2 separate regions of the Sus scrofa genome follow, and region 2 is linked to region 1. A link is a contact called in public HiChIP or PLAC-seq data. All regions are on one chromosome and are shown on one strand. Each heading gives the region's core, a stretch centred on a gene start, on an enhancer-like site or on the middle of the called end of the contact. The rest is flanking DNA. Distances are from core to core; before and after follow the strand shown. Region 1 overlaps RBMS1 (RNA-binding motif, single-stranded-interacting protein 1). Region 2 has its middle 200 kb from the start of TANK.

Region 1 (5,925 bases), core at 3,204-5,703:
GTCATGAGAGGCTCTTGTGCTGTGAGCAGTATATGTGAGTAGACGCTCACAGAGGAAGATGTTGTAGGGGAGGAAAATCCTTCAAACCTCTTCCCCCCAGCCCCCAGGTAACTCCAGCGAAGCATCCTCCTGACCCACTGGATGACAGGGACCCAAGATGCAGTAATCACAGAGCAAAAACTGCTTTGCTTTCTAACGCTGAAGTCATGGGCTTTCAGTGTAAACCCGCAAATCATGATGAAAACCACAATAGAAAGTAAAACTGATAAATTTCAGAAATCTCTTTTCTCCTACACACCCCCATCTCTCCTTCAACCCTGACGCACATGTTTATTTCTTGTGTCTAAAACAAACAAACAGGAGTTCCCACTGTGGTACAGTGGGTAAAGGATCCGGTATTGCCACAGCTGTGGCATAGGTCACAGCTGCAAGTCAATCCCTGGCCTGGGAAATTTCATATACCACGGGTGCAGCCAAAAAATAAACAAATAAAAATGAAACAAAAATCTTACTTTGCCTTGAAAAATAAATCTATTACAACCCCTTAATAGAAAAGATCTTCCATTATTTTCCCCTCTCCTTTCATATTCTGAGCATGTAGAGGAAACATTGTTTCTCAAAATTGTATCATAGATAAGTAGTGAAAACTTAAATTTAACAGCTTAGTTTTGAATTTGGGGGTTAGAGGCAAGATTTTAGGCTCAAAACTTCTGTGAACTTTTGTTTTCTACTTTGTAAAAATGGGAATAATAGCTATCACATAAGATTGTCGTGAAGTCAGTTCAATAAGGTCATACATAAAAAGTACCTAGAACTTAAGTAGAAACTGGGTAAATGTCATTCCCTTCTTGGTTTCTTACAAAATCACCCACTAAATGATTGAGGAGATTAAAGATGGTCTCATGGAAAAGCTAGTGTTCCAGCAGGTTGTTTGTTCAAGCATAAGTTAGAGAAAGGGGCTATGGAGAGATGTCAGAGCCATGTGTAGAGTGATATTTAAGGCAGACTAATGCAGCAGACAGAGTTGAGAGGAGGCTGAGGAGGAGGAGACAGAGGCAGAGGCAAGAACTGTGATATGCCTTCTGCATGAATGTAGGCACAGTGAAGGGGAGGGATGACTATTGGACACATATCAGAGGCAAAACTCAGAAGAGTTATTGACTGGCTGGATTCAGGAATGGCTGAATTGGTGACGTCTCAAGAACTGGAAGCTTGGCAAAAGATTGGGAATGTGATCATGCTATTAAAAGAAGGAAAAAAAGAGGGAGGGGTGTGTTTGGGGTTCTTTGAGGGGGGAATTTAGAAAATAGTGGGCTTGAGGTATTTCAACTAGATATTTAAGTATCTTAATCAAATATTAAGAGAACCAAGTAAAGAGAGAGAAACAAAAACTAAAGCTTTGGTGGGATTTAAAAAAACCACAAACACCCAGGAAGGAGAAATGGGCATCATCAAAGAAGATGGATTAATTCCGTCCTTGGCACTGGATGTATTTCCTAGGAAAAAGAAGGGTTGAGGACTGACTTTTCAATGTAACGAAAGTACCTGGTTAAGGAGAGAGTGGAGGAAGCTGAATGAGGAAAAAAAAAAAAAAAAAAAAAAACACTGAAGAATGCCCAGAAAGGTGGGACGAGTTCCTAGGAGTGAGAGACCTGGAAGCATAGGTGCAGAAGTAAGGAGTAATTTCAGATGTAGTAAAACCAAAGAGAATGCAGATCAGAAGAGAGTGTGGCAAGGATCAAGTCCCAGTCCTGCCAGAAGGCTCTTTTCCTGCTTCCCACCTCTGCCTCTCACCATGTCTTTCCCAACATTAAGGTGGAGAGCAGAACCAGAGGGTAGAAGGCCAGCGCCTGACCTCCTCCAAACTTGCCTTCTTCTGTATGTTTTACAAAAGACCCTGACCTCAGTGACCTCGAGCAAAGGCTCTTAATCTCAGTGACCCCCTCAATCTCCTTATCTTCCACTGGAGTTATACCAATTTTCTTTCCGACTTTTGGAAAGAGCTGAGGCAGCGATGCAGCCTCAAAGCATTTTCAGCTAAAACATGTGCAGAGGAGAGAGAGCACTGGTAAATAATCAAGCATGTCAATAATCTAGGTAGATAAATGGTTGCTAAAAGGTATTCTTTAAATCACTTATTTTTTTTTCCTGGTTTGCAGATTTATTTATTTATTTATTTACTGTAAGCTTAGTGACCTGTGTTAAGGTTGTTATAAATACTCAGCATCTCTACGGGGAATTGAAGGTGTTTGTGCAGTATTATGCCTCTTAGATGTAATTGTCATTTGAACCTTAAATTATCTTTACTTTCATGCCCAGTTAGTAATCATTTGATTACATGATTACACAGAGTGGAAATTAACAGAGGGAGAGAGGTGGCCCTAGCCATTTGTTTTTTCCAGATAAGTATCTTTCAGCTTGTTCAACACATAAAATAGAAACCTACCACATTTAAAATGTTTCAAAGTGCTATGCAGATACTTCCTCTTCCTAAAACTTTTTTCAAAGAATCTTTTTAGTCCTCAGCAACAACCATAAGAAAGGAATGTTAGAGGAAATCTGAAATTTTTGAAGTAAATATATAGGAAAGTAAAATTTTGGACTTTGCCATGTATATAAATAGGGAAATGGTCTCAGATACCAGAGGTATGTTGTGTGCATTTCCCAAAGACACAGTGAATTTTTAAGAATTAATTTTCAAAGTTTTTTCTTATCTGTTTTTAGAAGACAAACATAGATAGCTGTGCTCTGCATTATAATCTGCTCACTGTGAAGGGACAGGGGGTTGGTCCATATGTTTAAACTCTCCTGCCCCTTTATTTTTGATAGCAGTGCATTCAGTTTTAATGTTCTGAATTTTTTTCCTTCTTCCCCCAACTTCTATCATACATTAAGGAATTTGAACACATCTTTCATTCAAACCACCATAATACTAATAGTTGATTCCTGGTTCATTGTTTTATATTCTTTATTGCCAATTCCTTGCACACATGTGCACACACACACACATTAGTGAGTACACTGTGTAGCTATGACGATGGTATTAAATGAGGTCTTAATAAATTATGTGTAAAGTTATCAAAGTCTAAAGTAAAAAGAGATCTGTTTTAAATAACGTATTTGAATATTTAGATAACACTTCAAGTGTGATCAAGATATGCACACACACGCACCCTTCCGTGATGATCTAGAGCCAGGCGTGGCTGCCTGCAAAAGCAAAATGAGTAGATGTGACGCAAGCAGCTTTCCCGTGATTAGTTCTTAAGGACTGTGTGGATCATCATACTTTCCATTAACAATTCTGTAGCCTTGCCTTTGGCCTTGCATTTGCCCACAGACATAGTATTACTAAAAGAAGCTTTTCTTTTTTTTTTAAATCTCACATTCCATTTTTTGGTCCCAAGATTATCGGGTATGAACCTGATTCCTCAAAGCTAAGCATCAAACTATATCCAAAGATTTAATTGAGAAGCCTAGCCATTCCCTTTCTTTAATTTAGTTTGCATTTAGAATTCTCACTTCCTATTCCCTAGTAAAGCACATTTTGTACTTTAAAAGTTGCAGATGTTTGATAAGTGTGTGTATCCTCTGGACTTAGACATTAATCGGGGTTCCTCAATTATAACTTATTTTTCTTTCTTTCTTTCTTTTTTTTTTTTTTCTTTTTTAGATATGGGAAAATCGTTTCCACGAAGGCGATTTTGGATAAGACAACAAACAAATGCAAAGGTATGTTTCTTTGGCTGATGGTTTGCTAAATCATAGCTTTAGAAAAATAATGGAATTTTAAACCTGATCTTTTGGTTTCAGAAACGTCCATTTTACTAAAAACCAAATCTTACATGTCACCTAGGTTCTGTCTTGCACGGTGTTAGCATATTGCTTACGTCTGTCCCTGGTTGAGTTTTGGCTGGAAAGCCAGCAGCAGCCAGCCATTTGCCAGAATCCCAGATCTGACACCAGGGGAGTTAACATGCAAAATACTGGCTGGCATTTATCCCCTGCTTTTAAAAGGGGAGTAGAGTTAGAAAATAGCTTTTCTTTCCTGAGCCTGAGGAGATTAGAGCTGCTTACTGAAGACCATTGGACTGTACTAAAGAACTGAAAAGATTACATATTGTGCAAATTGGCTCTATTAATTAGAATAGAGTAGTTTTAAGCAGTACTTAATTACATGTTTCAATACTCCCAATTGTTCTCTGCTGAATGCCTGTTGACAATATTGGCAGCAGGGAGGAGAGAACCATTTTCACTGACCAAATTGTAATAGGGAGGGGAGGTCATACGCCCCTTTGAAATATGCTGCTGCATTAATTTGATGCACTGACCTTCAGTTTTCCGTGTAATTAGGATGAGCTCATCTGGCTCCATGAGCTGGAAGAGGAGGCGTCTACAGTAGGCAGCACTGATGCTCCGTGGTTCTGACTTTTAATGATCCAGCATCTTAACAATAGGCATGTGATTTCTAGGAAAGGGGAAGAATGGAGTCAGCTGACTTTGAGTCTAACTACTGACCCCATGAATTGAAATAAGGTTGACAGGAATAGGCAGAGAAGGCAAATCTCCTCATTAATTAGACCCCAGTTTTTCAAGTAGTGGTGACGGCTGTGGCACGGAGCACAATCTGAAAAAGGCAAAGAACGCAAATGAACCCTATGGTATGGTAGGGCCTGGCCTTAGAAGCCAGCCGTTTCCTTTCATCTAGACTTGAAATGATTCATTGTATTTCTGTCCTTTCTTCAAAGCTCCTGAATTTAAAGGAGCTATTGTGGCAAAAAGCTAAGCCCATGTTTAATCAACATGGCACATTAAGGCAGTTTTGCCTTGGGACAGTGAATAGAGCAATGCTTTATGTAGAGTGGTACTCAATTAATATTTAAGTGAATTGAACTAGAGAGAGTCAAATTGTAGACTTAGTTACCAGATTAGTCTTGTTTAGCAGGTTTTTAAATGACTTGGGTAAGCAGGGACACAGAAGAAAATCTTTTGGTTTTATAAGAAAAAATAGACTCCTGCAGGCATAAAACAGGAAGCTGACCTCAAGCACTTGTTTCAAACCAGGAGAGAAATCGCAGTAGACAGGTGGTTTTATAGTCTTACCCTACCTTTCTTCCTCCTCACTCCACCCCATCCCCCCAAAAAAGAAATCTTACACAGCAGATCAGTGTGTTAGAAAGCAGAGCTGCCCTAATGCAGTGCGAGAGAGCACCTAGAGCCTCCCTGGTTGAGTTCTCCGCCCCACCACTACACCAGACCCTGCTGTGGTCCACTCTGCTCGGATGAGATACTATTGCCTAGAAACCAAAATTCTGTGAAAATGCTCAAAACTATCTAGAAAAAGTATGAGTAAAAAAAAAATACTAATGCTACATCTAACATCTTGGCATCACACAAACCCTTGATAGTTGGGAAGGGTCCAAAGAGAAGTGGAGCGATTTGGGGAGCTTCCAAATAAGGGTAGGGATCATTCAGAACTGATTTTTGATACATCTCCTAAAGACTTTCTCCTTTAAATCAAATCTCAGAAGAGACTGCCTTGTGTGTGTGGACAGTGATTAAAAAAAAAAAAACTTCTACGCTTGTGTCACACAATAAGAGGAAACAACAGCAGGTACCTGGTGTGTGGGTGAGTGAGTGAGTGAGGCGGGAGAGTAAGCACAAATGGGTTTATGAAATTCTGGAAGTGAAAATGAAATAATACACCATAGCTCGTAGTAAAGACAGATAAGATTGTTAATCACATTAGAGGTAACTTGAGAAGGTAGGTAGGTGGCTGGGTGGATGGATGCAGGTCGTGCTGAGGAGATCACGAATATAAATGAAAAGTGCTTATGTTATAGACTAACTTGTTGAGATTGAACAGATGAAAGAATTTCATACCTGGAAATGAGAGACCTTAGAGGTCATAGAACTCTTTTTTTTGTC
Region 2 (5,368 bases), core at 315-2,814, 530 kb before region 1:
GTTTGCTATATTTTGGATTCCACATACAAGTGATATCATATAGAAATACATAATTTCTTAATGGTAACAGAGTCAGTTTCCTCACCAGTGTAGCAACTGCTTTCTTTGCTTGTTAGTCCATCAGTTGAGAGACCCCAAATGACAATATACATAGCAGTTATCGCTTTAAATTCAGCAGAACCCTTTCTGCCTTTCTGTGTTCTCTGGCAGAAGCCTTCTTCCCTCCTTCATCTTCACTTAGGGCCAGGACTCAGGGTTTTTAATACAGCATTGCCTTAGGATATAGGGACCAGAAACTCATATTCTGAAAGTGAGTCATTAGGTATGGTGATGAGAAGGGCCAATCCTACTTCTACCTTCTGTTTTTCAGACTCATGTATTCTGGTTACATTTCACCATAGATTGGCTACAGCTTCATTGCATATAGAGAGAACTTACTGGATGTGGTTTCCAAGCTGGCTTCTTAGCTGGGCCTTTAATAGGCAATTCCATCATTTTATGAGGCTGGCTTCTTCAGAGTGCTGTGCTGGAGGTGGTATCTTAGGAATCTCCAGCCATGTACTCATTTCATTTACTTTCACTGTAAAAGATGTCCCTTGGCCTGAGGCAGTTTCATTGGGATCCTATAACCATAATCTCTAAGCCCTCAAATGATGCTAGATGAGGAATCTTGGATAGGAAAAGCAAACTCATAATCAGAGTAAGTGTAAAGATATATTATTGCCCTTCTAGGATGTCACCAACTTGTTACCACATAGTTGGCCTTCTTGAGGGATGTTTCTATGTTGAGGCACCACCATATTGCATATCTGCTGCTGGCAGCTTAGGAATCCAGTAGTGGCAGTAGTTACATCTGTCTTATTAAGAGAAAGCCCATCCCTGCCCTCAAGGGGGCTTCTTCATTGGTGGGATACTGTGTTACCCCTGGGGTGGATGAGGTCAGAAGCTAACTGATATCTAGGGAAAAGTAAATCTCTTCAGATTATCTAAAATCTCTCTGAATGCTCTAGAATGTTTTCCAGTGGACATTAATACAGAACACAAATACCCATATATGTTTCGATCCCTCTATGAAAGATTCATTCACAAATCTGTCTTTCAAACTTCTTTGTCTCCAAGCCTATAATCATGCTCATTTCAGGATTCTGACCAATCAGCAAGGCCCTGTCAGCCCAGAAGTCTGTGCACATCTCTGCGTTGGGCAGTTTCTCCCTGTATAATCCAGTGAGTTGTTTAGTTGTAGCTACTGGGAGAACGTCCCTTTTTCTTTCCCTTCAGGGCCACCTTTGAGCAGGGTTGTATTGTGCTGGCAGCCCGTTTTCAGTTATCATGTACACTGTCAACCAGGCTCAAATATTTCCTGCTCTGTGAGTTGATCATAGGGAAGCCTCCATGAAAGTGTGGGGATAGTTAAAGGAAGACAGTGCAGCAGAGGAAAGTCATGTACAAGTCAAGGCCACGTGCTTAGGCAACTTACTCATCCTCTCTGGACCCGCTCAACCCAATCTTACATGTAATGTGCTGTCATACAGTGCTTGACTTCTGTTTTTGGATGAGCTTATGACTTTGTGGATCTCATAATCCCAATTCATCATAGGCAGCTCTGGGTGCTTAGTCACACTTGCTGTCCTAGCCTCTATGAGGGCTCAAAAGCATGCTGATGTTGTTTCAAACTGGTGAGTAGTTCTCTGTCTTTGAAGGTTTGACCTTGCTCTGGAACCTAGGGTCCATGCCATGACTCTCATTTTGAGGTTTGACAGAGACTCTACACAGCCTCCTAACACATCATCCATCTTCTAAGTCGTACACCCTAAGCATCAGGGTGGTTTGTACTGCAATCTGCACCTGCTACAGGATTCTCTCCTATTCTAAGCAGCACATACATGCCTACAAAGTGCAGAACTTCCCATGTGTGGTATGTGCTGACACCAGTATCCACATAAGCCTGCCAGGTGCAGTGCCTCTTATTTCGTGGTAGGACGTGTAGGTTCACAATTTGTCATTTATATTCAAGGATATTTTCCCATATGTTCCGATTCCTTGTATCTTTAAAGATATCACTCACGTGGGAGGTCCTTGAAACTTTGATGGTTTATCATCCACCCTCTGGCCTATACATGTCTTACCAGGACAATCTAAATACTTCCTTCTTCCTGCTGACCAGGTCCAATTACCCTAGTGTCCTCAGTGTTGTCAACCAGCAATCTGCTGGTCGTACGGAATATTAAGATGATCAAGGTCTCTGTGGACCATATTGCGACAGCGAACAGGAGATTTAACCTGGTCCCGGGCCAAGACAGACCATGAATACTATCGTCTTTTCTATATCACAGAAAACTGCTTTTGATCCTTCTTATTTCTGGGGATTGAGACAAATACATTGGTCTACTCAAAAGCTGCCTATTAAGTGCTAGAAGCTGTAGTAATCTGTGCTGGTAAAATACTACATCTGGAATAGCAGTTGTGATATGACTATCATTTGCTTATGTTTATTGTGGTCCGCTTTCATTCACCATGGTATTTCGTATTTTTGCAATGGCCAGATAGATAAACTGAATGGGGGAATCCTGGCATTCTTCATGTCTTTGATAGCAGTGCTATTTTCTGAAATTTCTCCTGAGACATAACACTGTAGATTTAGGATCTTCCTCTTGTCCTTCCAAACACTTTGCTCTTATCTCGTTGGCTGAGGAGCTAATCTTGATTGCACTGAAGGAATGAGCAATAACTGCACAGATGGTTTGTGGGCCCACCGGGCCACTCTGGGGTGGACGTGGGCCAGGAGTCCATTCATTGCCTGGCTTACATAAGCCTTTCTCAAATGAAGGCTTCAATGGCATTTTAGATTCCTGGCTCTCAGAGTCAGCTTGGACCTTGTGCCTAACAGCCCCCTGAATGGCCTGGGTTCTCTCCTTTCCTCAGGACACACTTATTCTGGTTACTAGTTTCAGGCTCTTTTGGGAATCAAAGATATTTACCATCAGTATTTACGGTGGTGTTTCAGGATACTTTCTCAAAGGGACTCAGCATTTTCTTTAGTCATTGAGTCCTGGATCTGACACTGAACTGATTTTTTGTTTGTTTTTTTGTTTGTTTGTTTTGTTTTTTTAAATGGCCACACCTGAGGCATGTGGAAGTTCCCAGGCTAGGGGTCAAATCAGAGCTGCAGCTGCCAGCCTGCACCTCAGCCACAGAAACACCAGATCTCAGCCACAGCTTGTGGCAAGGCAGTATCCTTAACCCAGTGAGTGAGGCCAGGGATTGAACCTGCATCCTCATGGACACTGTGTCATGTTCTTAACCCACTGTGCCACAACAGGAACTCCCTGAGAATTGATTTAGATGTAGAAAATGGGTGAGTGTTTGTGACTTTCCTTTGTGGTGGCTGACACCAGTTTTTTCTTGCTGAATTTCAGCTTCTAGTTACACAGATTAAACAAAATGCTAGTTGGCTGCCCATCCATCTTGTTCCCATGAGGTATTAACAATTCCCCCTGTTTCTTATGGGTGAGGATGCTCTGATGGTCGCTCTGGTCTTGCTGCCCGTTTCAATAATTATGGTCACCCTGTTTCTGTAAAGATAAAATAGCCTCTGCTTTTGAAGAGTCCTGCCAACTCCAGCAATACCAGGGAAACCAGTTCCAATGCGGTCTCTCCCACCAGCAGCCAGCAGCGATAGCCGGGCTTCCCCACCATGCTGTGCTCCCCTTCAACAGGCATTCTTTTTTGAGAGGTAGGAGAATGTCCTTTGGACCTCCTCAGGGAACACAGTCAGGTGGTGGGTTCTTTAATCTAACAGAAATCCCTTACAGCCTCCCCACCTCTCTGAGCCTTTTGATCCTTTCCCCAATGCTCTGCCAAGGCAGTTCTATACCCAATTTACTTTGGTAAGGGCCGAGCTTCAAAGAACAATCCCAGCCAGTGCATTAGGACCAATTTCGTTTGCCTTTGCTACGACATCGAACCCTGCGTCATGGACAAGTGTTCCACTGTCAATAAATTCTCATCTCTTCAGCCTTATACTCTAACCTCATATATGAGAACCCTCAAGATCTACTCCTACACTGGTTCCCCTGGCTTTCTGTCTTACGATTCTTTAGCTGTGCTGTCTCCTTGCAGAGCAGGGAGCATGTACCCCCTGTGGTGATGCTGTGACCTGAACATTCCTGTCATTACAGCTCTGACTCCACAGGATAGGACCCGATGGATGGTTCTGCTGGTGTAAATGCATTTCGTTAGCATAAATATGCTCCATTAGGGTACGCACTTAAAAAGCTGAGCGACAAACTTCTGGTGGGTCCAGTCTGGAATGGTGGTGGGGACAGGGTCTGAATGTGAGAGAAAGGAGTGGACCTTCTGAGGCATCTTCCTCAGAGGAGATTTTTGCAGGGTCTCTCGGTCAGGGTTTCTCAACAGCAGCATTTTTGGCATATGGGCTGTTGGGGGCTTTCCTGTGCATTGCAAGTTATGACAAGTGTCCCTGGCCTCTTTCCAGTAGATGCCAATGGCACCTCCTTCCCACAGTTGTGATAACCAGATCTTCCTGGTGAGAATCCTGCCTGAGTGATGGGACCCAGATCCTGCAGCTGGCCTGGGGTGATGACAGAATTCCTCAGGGTGCAAGTGAGGTGAGGGGTTATACATCCATTCCTGTGCATGTGTGGTAGCCGCAGCAACAACAAAAAAAGTGGGTTAAGAAGACGTGCATCAGGGCATAAAATGTCTGACACAAAGGTAAATCATGTATGCTCATTTCACAGAAGTCAACACAGAGGCTCAGGAAGGTAAAACGACTTAGGTTAATAAACATTTAAGCTTTATGCTCTGGGCATAAAGATGAATAAGACCCAGTTCCTCTCCTCAAGGAATACTCAGTCCAGGACCTGTGAAGTATTATACAGTAAGTCATTGCACTTAAGTGTGGGTGAGGGAGATCCCATCGTGGCTCAGTGGTAATGAACCCCACTAGTATCCATGAGGACATGGGTTCAATCCCTGGCCTCGCTCAGTGGATTAAGGATCTGGTGTTGCCGTGAGCTGTGGTGTAGGTCCCAAATGCAGCTTGCATCCCTTGTTGCTGTGGCTGTGGTCTAGGCTGGCAGCTACAGCTCTGATTCGACCCCTAGCCTGGGAACTTCCACATGCTGTGGGCACAGCCCTAAAAAACCAAACAAAACAAAAACTGTGAATGAGGTTCTATCGCCAGCAAGTGACAAGCTAAAAACAGAATGAGGTTTATTCACATTAATACTATATAGATATGCCTCAGGATTTTAACATGTTTGCTGCATGCTAGAATTTTTGTTTGATTATTTGTGTATCTGGTATTATTTAACATTCCTAGGCATCGAGCCGAGGAGGCAGTCTC

What was found. HiChIP or PLAC-seq counts read pairs in DNA pulled down with a chosen protein or histone mark.
Region 2: an H3K27ac HiChIP or PLAC-seq map of alveolar macrophages shows a contact between it and region 1. The contact joins two enhancer-like sites. A contact is called at or near these places in 2 of 2 datasets of contacts at active chromatin or transcription factors (alveolar macrophages and skeletal muscle).

What each region holds. Positions count from the first base shown.
Region 1 is chr15:67,233,554-67,239,478 of Sscrofa11.1, reverse strand. RBMS1 (RNA-binding motif, single-stranded-interacting protein 1) reads left to right here. Exons shown (of 14, transcript XM_003133427.6): 3 at 3,671-3,729. Among named protein-coding and RNA genes, the nearest start is that of ITGB6, 120 kb to the right of the region's middle. Within about 2 kb of position 4,453, at least 5 of the 83 cell types and tissues checked have an H3K27ac peak or open chromatin away from gene starts, as enhancers often do. A contact at or near this core is called in alveolar macrophages, where this site is marked.
Region 2 is chr15:67,764,212-67,769,579 of Sscrofa11.1, reverse strand. No RefSeq gene overlaps it. Among named protein-coding and RNA genes, the nearest start is that of TANK, 200 kb to the left of the region's middle. Within about 2 kb of position 1,564, at least 3 of the 83 cell types and tissues checked have an H3K27ac peak or open chromatin away from gene starts, as enhancers often do. A contact at or near this core is called in alveolar macrophages, where this site is marked.